Linked DNA regions of Mus musculus: region 2 is linked to region 1. Evidence: chromatin contacts called from public promoter capture Hi-C data. All regions are on one chromosome and are shown on one strand. The core of a region is the stretch at or near the end of the contact, and the rest is flanking DNA. Distances in the headings are between cores, read along the strand shown.

What was found. Promoter capture Hi-C pulls out the DNA fragments that hold promoters and counts their contacts.
Region 2: a contact with region 1 is called in a promoter capture Hi-C map of liver. The contact joins the enhancer-like site here to the promoter of Abcd2 in region 1. A contact is called at or near these places in 1 of 39 promoter capture datasets (liver), 7 of 484 Hi-C or Micro-C datasets (cerebellar granule neurons, cortical neurons, embryonic stem cells and 3 more), 1 of 115 datasets of contacts at active chromatin or transcription factors (bone marrow-derived macrophages) and 3 of 9 other capture datasets (adipose tissue, macrophages and pancreatic islet).

The regions. Positions count from the first base shown.
Region 1 is chr15:91,190,491-91,193,793 of GRCm38.p6, forward strand. It overlaps Abcd2 (ATP-binding cassette, sub-family D (ALD), member 2), which reads right to left and starts at 1,517. Exons shown (of 10, transcript NM_011994.3): 1 at 180-1,517. The coding sequence starts at 1,118.
Region 2 is chr15:91,274,340-91,277,409 of GRCm38.p6, forward strand. Slc2a13 (solute carrier family 2 (facilitated glucose transporter), member 13) reads right to left here. Exons shown (of 10, transcript NM_001033633.3): 8 at 2,028-2,149; 9 at 1,724-1,876. Among named protein-coding and RNA genes, the nearest start is that of CN725425, 76 kb to the left of the region's middle. Within about 2 kb of position 1,797, at least 5 of the 459 cell types and tissues checked have an H3K27ac peak or open chromatin away from gene starts, as enhancers often do. A contact at or near this core is called in liver, where this site is marked.

The sequences.
Region 1 (3,303 bases), core at 267-2,766:
CTCATGTATTTTAGCATGATTTAGCTACGGGGACGGCGGGTGGGGGTGGAGCGGGGGGCACGGGGACTGTAAAATGCTCAGAAAGTGGGTCTGTCAACAAGACAACAGATGGTATCTGGCAGTGCAGTGGCTGCCTGAACAGTCTCACATTTCACCCGTTGCTTTAATGCCTGTCTTACCTTATGTCCTCTGTAGAAGGCAATTTCTTCTACATTGGCTATGATTCGGGAGTGGACATACCGCAGGTAGCCTTTCCTGTGGGCTTCTTCAGCCACCAGCGAACCAAATTTGGGCGAGCAAGCTTTCAGTACTTTAGCAGTGGCATACACGACAAGTCCTGCTAACAGGGTGGGCCCTATAGGGCTTGCTCCTCTGGATGTAGCTGTCCGGATGAGAGTATAGGAGGTTAGAATGACATCTAAAATAGGTTTGGTAAGGTTGGAATACAGGTGAGCCACAGATTGCGAGAACATCATAATGTCTTCGGTAAGAGACTGGTCAGGGTTTGCCAGCCTCCCATCCATATTTATCACCTTATAATAAGTCTGATTTGCGAAATAGGTCTCATAGGCATGGTCTACTAAGCGAGTTCTAAAGGCCAATGCCAGTTTGCATTCCAGGTACCTGATAGCACTGTTGACAAAGGTAGCAGGGATAGCAATCATAAGCCACTTGATTAATTTGATGATGAAAGTCCGAGGCTTCTTTTCCACGATGCTTTTCACGATTTTCCCATCCAGACCAGCCACATAAATAGAGAGAAATGTTCTTGAGATTAGAGCCACCGAGTGGAGGCAGAGCCACCCCGTTTCAGTGGTCACAAGTTTTGGAAAGAGGATTTTCCGAAGTTCTAGTAGCTGTTTGAAAAAAGCTGCATTTAGTCCCGGCGCAGGTTTTTTACAGATGATCTCCGTGCAATGCAGTATTTCTCTGTTCTCTGCAGGCGAGTAAGCTTCTGCTTTTGCCTTCCTGTGGCCAGGCTGCTTTAAACGCTTGCCAATGATGGGATAGAGGGTTTTCAGAGCATATGCCGCAGCCACCAGGCAGGCAGCCCTTTTAGCAGCACCGGATCTGGTCCATTTCACCCGATAGGCTGCTGCATTTAGCATGTGTATCATTTTTCCAGCTACACAAATGGGTTTCTTTGAAAAGAATTCGTTTTAAAAGCTCATGCTCCGCGGAAAGCCCAGCAAAGGTTTCAGAAGACCCCACAGCCTCCCATGCTCTGCAGCTTGTCTCCTTTACTCTTATTTTGTTCTTCAGTGACGGATGCAGCAAAGCACAAACTCCACCGCATCCTCCGGGGGCGAGTCCCTCAGCAGCCAGAGCTGGCCAGGCTCCACCCACAGGCGTCTCATTGGCTGCGTGGGCGGTGAGACCCTGGACTCCTGGCCTCTTCCCTTTGAACCTTAAAAACGAAGAGAGAGCCAAAACAAATCCTATACTTAAACAGGAGTTCAGAGAGTTAAATATCTATTTCTGGAGAGGTCGAATGAGGTCAGCTGCTGGAGAACAAACCTTCCCTTAGAGCTACTGAGCATGCTCAGCGGCACTTAGAAACCCTCAGAAGTTTCAGAATATACATCCCGTCTCTAAGATTTCTACAAAGGGGAAGGCAGAGGGAAGGAAGGATTGCAGCAGCTTTAATGAGCCCAGAGAGAAAGAAACAGCGAGAGGAGGGAGGAGCCTCAAGAGGATTAACGGAACCGGCCCAGGGAAAGGAGTCAGACAAGAGAGTGATAACAGCGAGAGGCATAAGACAAAATAGCAAACATGTATCCTTGAGAATGTTTTGTTCAGAAGATGTTGTCCCCCCCCCCCCTCACTCCCGCCCTTCGCCCTTGTTTCGACTCTCCCCAGATATTCACAGAAACTATTAGATTGGCTGCTATTGTAAATAAGCTGGAGGCGAGCTTGGGTATTACAGAAAACAGTCACTCAGAGCTACACCCAGAGTTCTTCCCCAAGATCCCTTGGTACTAACTTGTCCTGATAATAAAGTTCTTTCTGCTCCACGATTATGTTTAGCAATGTTATCTGACACATTAATATTTGCTTACGAAGTGACTTAAAAATCTCCCTTGTGTTTTGTTTGTTTGTTTGTTTGTTTTTGTTTGGAGGTAATTTAAGAATTTTATCAGCTGGGAAATCGAACTGGGATCCTATGATGGAAAACAATTTTTAGGAAGCATTTCTTCAAGACTTTTTTTTTTTTTCTTCATGTTTTTCTTTAGGCTCAGAGATAATCTGCTGGCTTCTTCCTATGAACATTTTTGCTGTTTGACAACAATCAAGAAAGTTTAAAAATTATTCACATTCCCAGTGGAAGGCATAAGGATCAATAGTCAAGCAAAACTTTGTATAATTTTTAATAAATTGAAGGTCTTTTTTTGAAGGCAAGGCAAAGGTGATTTTGCATGATAGAGCCTTTCTCTGCTCCTCTCTTCTGTCTTTCCAACGACTGGCTTATCCTGAAGGTGTGCATTTAAGCCAGAGCCCAGCACAGTTAGGTAGAACGGCTTATTTTAACCTGCTAGTGTTATTTGACCCTTAAGCTAAGCATCATTTTATACTTGGGCCTTATTATGCACAGACTCTCCCTTTTGATCCTCCATAGTAGTTCCAGGGCAGGAGTGCACTTTGACACCCCCACATCTGTCCTGATTTAAAGAAGTGAAAGATAGCTACATGGTGATTGTCACATCACAACGGGTCACTTGTGTGTTCGTTACTAGTCCTCTCTGTGCTTCAGCTTTGCCTTCTATCTGTAAAATGGAAACGATGCTATTCTGGGAAGTGGGTGTAGACATTAAATAAAATAGTCAGTTGTTTAAAAAAAAACATTGTATATAGAAGTCTGCAAACCTCCCTGCTAGAATATGTGCCCCAATGTCTTGTGATCGTTATTGTTCATTAGACATGAGTCAAAGAATTGCCTTTACCAAGAATGATTTTTAAAAAACAGTATTCTTTTGAGCTCTTTGGCATACATATATTAAATCTAAGAATTGTTTGTTATCCAGAGGTCTTTTATTTGCATCCAACTTAACAGATGTACCAACATACAAATGACACATATCTTTGGTATTTGGTCATATTAGCACACTCAAGCAATGCTGATAAGACTCCCTGGGCTGCCAATTAATACATCTACAGCAGCGCATCTCTTGCATCTAGGGTCCAGGAAACATCAGGGTAGAGTGGTGGGAAGACTGGAAGAGCCAGAGGACCAGAAAATCTGCTGTGAAAGTATGTCTCCTAGAAATAGCAGGGGAGCTTCACCTAGGATCCTTTTAACTGCAT
Region 2 (3,070 bases), core at 547-3,046, 84 kb after region 1:
AAGCATTGTCAAGAATCATCGGTGACAAGGAGTGCCTGTCATTATGCCATGAAAACAAGTCTGTGAGCTCAGTGAAACAGTTTTAGCTGTTAAAAGGTATAGAGCCGGATTCTCTAAACATACCACCAGCTTACCATTTCCTTCCCAAGAAAACAAATGTTTCTAGATCAGCGGTTCTCAACCTGTGTACCATGACTATTGGAAAACACATATTTATGATGATCTTAGTAACTAAAACAACACAGCCACAAAATTACAAGTCATGAAGTAGCAACAAAAGTACATTTATGGTTAGGCATTCCTTAAGACCACCGAGAATACGTGTTTACTGATGGTCGTGACCCACAGGTTAAGAACTGTTGTTCTAGATGTTCCAAGTAGGAGAGAAGATAACGAACCATTGGCGTCAGAGTACTAACTACAGCAATACTGTAGCAGAAGGTCCTGAAGACAGAGGAAAGAGGTTTGTACCATTCTTCACAGGTGTCATTCTTACACAGGTGAACATGATGCTTGCCCTTCTAGTCCCCTGGCAAGAGCCAGGAACACAGTGTTGGATGAAGCACAAGCCTGGCTTCTTGGGCCCTCTGGTATATATGGTAAAGGTAGGGGTATGCCCAGAGCATGCGATAGGAGGCCTGCTGGGGATGCATTAGAAGGGACTAGACAGATAATATTTTACATACATCACATGGAGATATGAGTACAGTGACTTTACATTCCATCTTTAAAAAATCCTATAGGTGCAACAACATTATGAACTAACCAGTACCCCAGAGCTCTTGACTCTAGCTGCATATGTGTCAAAAGATGGCCTAGTCGGACATCACTGGAAAGAGAGGCCCATTGGACTTGCAAACTTTATATGCCCCAGTACAGGGGAATGCCAGGGCCAAAAAGTGGGAGTGGGTGGGTAGGGGAGTGGGGGGGGAGGGTATGGGGGGCTTTTGGGATAGCATTGGAAATGTAAATGAGGAAAATACCTAATAAAACATATAAAAAATTATCCCAACTTAATATCATCACAACTGATAAAATCATGTAGACAAGGCAACTATGTGTGTGATGGGTGGAGGGCTGGGAAGGGACAGAACAAGATCTTTAGACTTTAGTAAACACAGGTTTGAAATCGATTTGCAAAGAACTTCTGTACTGTGCCATTACCCACCAGTGTTTCTCTAAAGCTGCAGTCTCTACACAGTTTTATTTCAAGGCTTTTGTTTCTGGGTCTGAAAGTGGTTAAGTGCTGGGCCCCATGGTGCCAGAATGCATGTCCTGGCTGGATAGATGACTCGGTGAATGGCACAGTGTCCTACATGGGTGAGCTATTCTCAGGCTTACACTCTGCTTAGGTGTGGGGCTCCAGCCTTCCCAAGGGGCATCTCATCAGCCCTGTTTCCGGTGCCTTATCATTTTCTGTTTGCTTCCTTGTTAAACGGGAAGCTGTGCTGTAAGGATTTCTATCCTGGCAGGCATGGGGATGCTCAGGGATAGAAGAATTGTGGGGTTGGGGGGCACTCATAAGCACTTGGAGACAAGAAGCTTAGGAAAAGAGAGCTCTCCCAGACACATTGTCCAGAACTCTTGTAGTGGTGAAATATGTACAGAGCTACTATGTACAGACAAAACATAAGCATGTAACTGCTCTCACAAATCCAGGGTATCTAAGGATAGAGTACTAGAAATAACAGTGAAAGGGCACTGAAAAAAACCATGCTCTTACCATAGTATGTAAGATACTCTGCTGTGTGTAAAAAGGTCAAAGAAACCAGCACGTTGAAAATCCAGTTTATTCCAGCTGAGCACGCATTTCCTGTACTTCTTGCCCAGAGAGGATAGATTTCAGAGTTCACGGTCCAGGGCATTGGTCCCATTCCTGAGAAGTAAATAATGAAAGCTACAGTAAAAAAAAAAATCACCTATGGGATGAAACACAGTAGCCTGACTCTTCCAAGAGGGGACAATGCAAATGCAAAGAGGTGACAAGGGGACAATGCAATGCAAAGAAGTGACAAAGCCTTGCTTACCAGGTGCAAAGAAAACAAGGTACAACACCAGGCCCACGAGTGCTGTCCAGGAGTAGGGGGTAGGGCAGAAACTGTAAGCCCAGTGAGCACCTTCAGCTTTGAACTTGGTTTCATTATCACACCTGAAAAACAGAAATCAGTTCAGTGTTTAGGACATAGCTGTAGACATTAATGTAATTATAGTGGATGACTTTGGAAATTCTTCAACGTCCTAAGGGAAAAAAGGTGAACATATGTTTTTATTTGTTTTTAGAAAATTCAAATCTTATGTCCTGAACATACATATGCAAATAGTCATATTAAAATGAGAATAAACTGTAGAGTATACATGTAAATCCACACCATTGGAGTTCAGTATAATTCGAGTGGATGGGTCATGCATTGTTTCTTACCCAACTGCCACAACTGAGAGAGAGAGAGAGAGAGACAGACAGACAGACAGACAGACAGAGACAGAGAGACACAGAGAGAGAGAGACAGAGAGACAGAGAGACAGATGGAAAGAGTGAGAGACAGAAACAGACAGACAGACAGACAGACAGAGATAGAGAGACACAGATACAGACAGACACTGCCTGGCAAGGGCTTGAAAACATCAAAGCCTATTGCCAGTGACACACCTCCTCCAACAAGGCCACACCTCATTCAATGAGGCCACACCTCCTAGTCCTCCCCAACAGTTATACTAACTGGGTACTGAGCATTCAAGAATATTACTGTATGGGGGCCATTCTCATTCACACCCAAATACAAAATACATTCAGTCCAATGCCAAAAATTCTTCATAGCCTTTTAGTGCCATTACTGTTTAAAAGTTCAAAGTCTGTTCTGAGACCCATGGCAATCTTTAAACTATACTTCCTATAGAATCAAAATCAAAAGAGCAAGTAATTTCCAATGTACAATGGCACAGAATATACATCACCACTCCAAAAGGGTGGAAAGAAAGCATAGTGAGGGAACACGGGTCCAAAACAACAGCAAAATCCAGAAGGGCAAACCCCAGAGTTCTGTATTTCTATGTCCAAGGACAAATCTCTCTT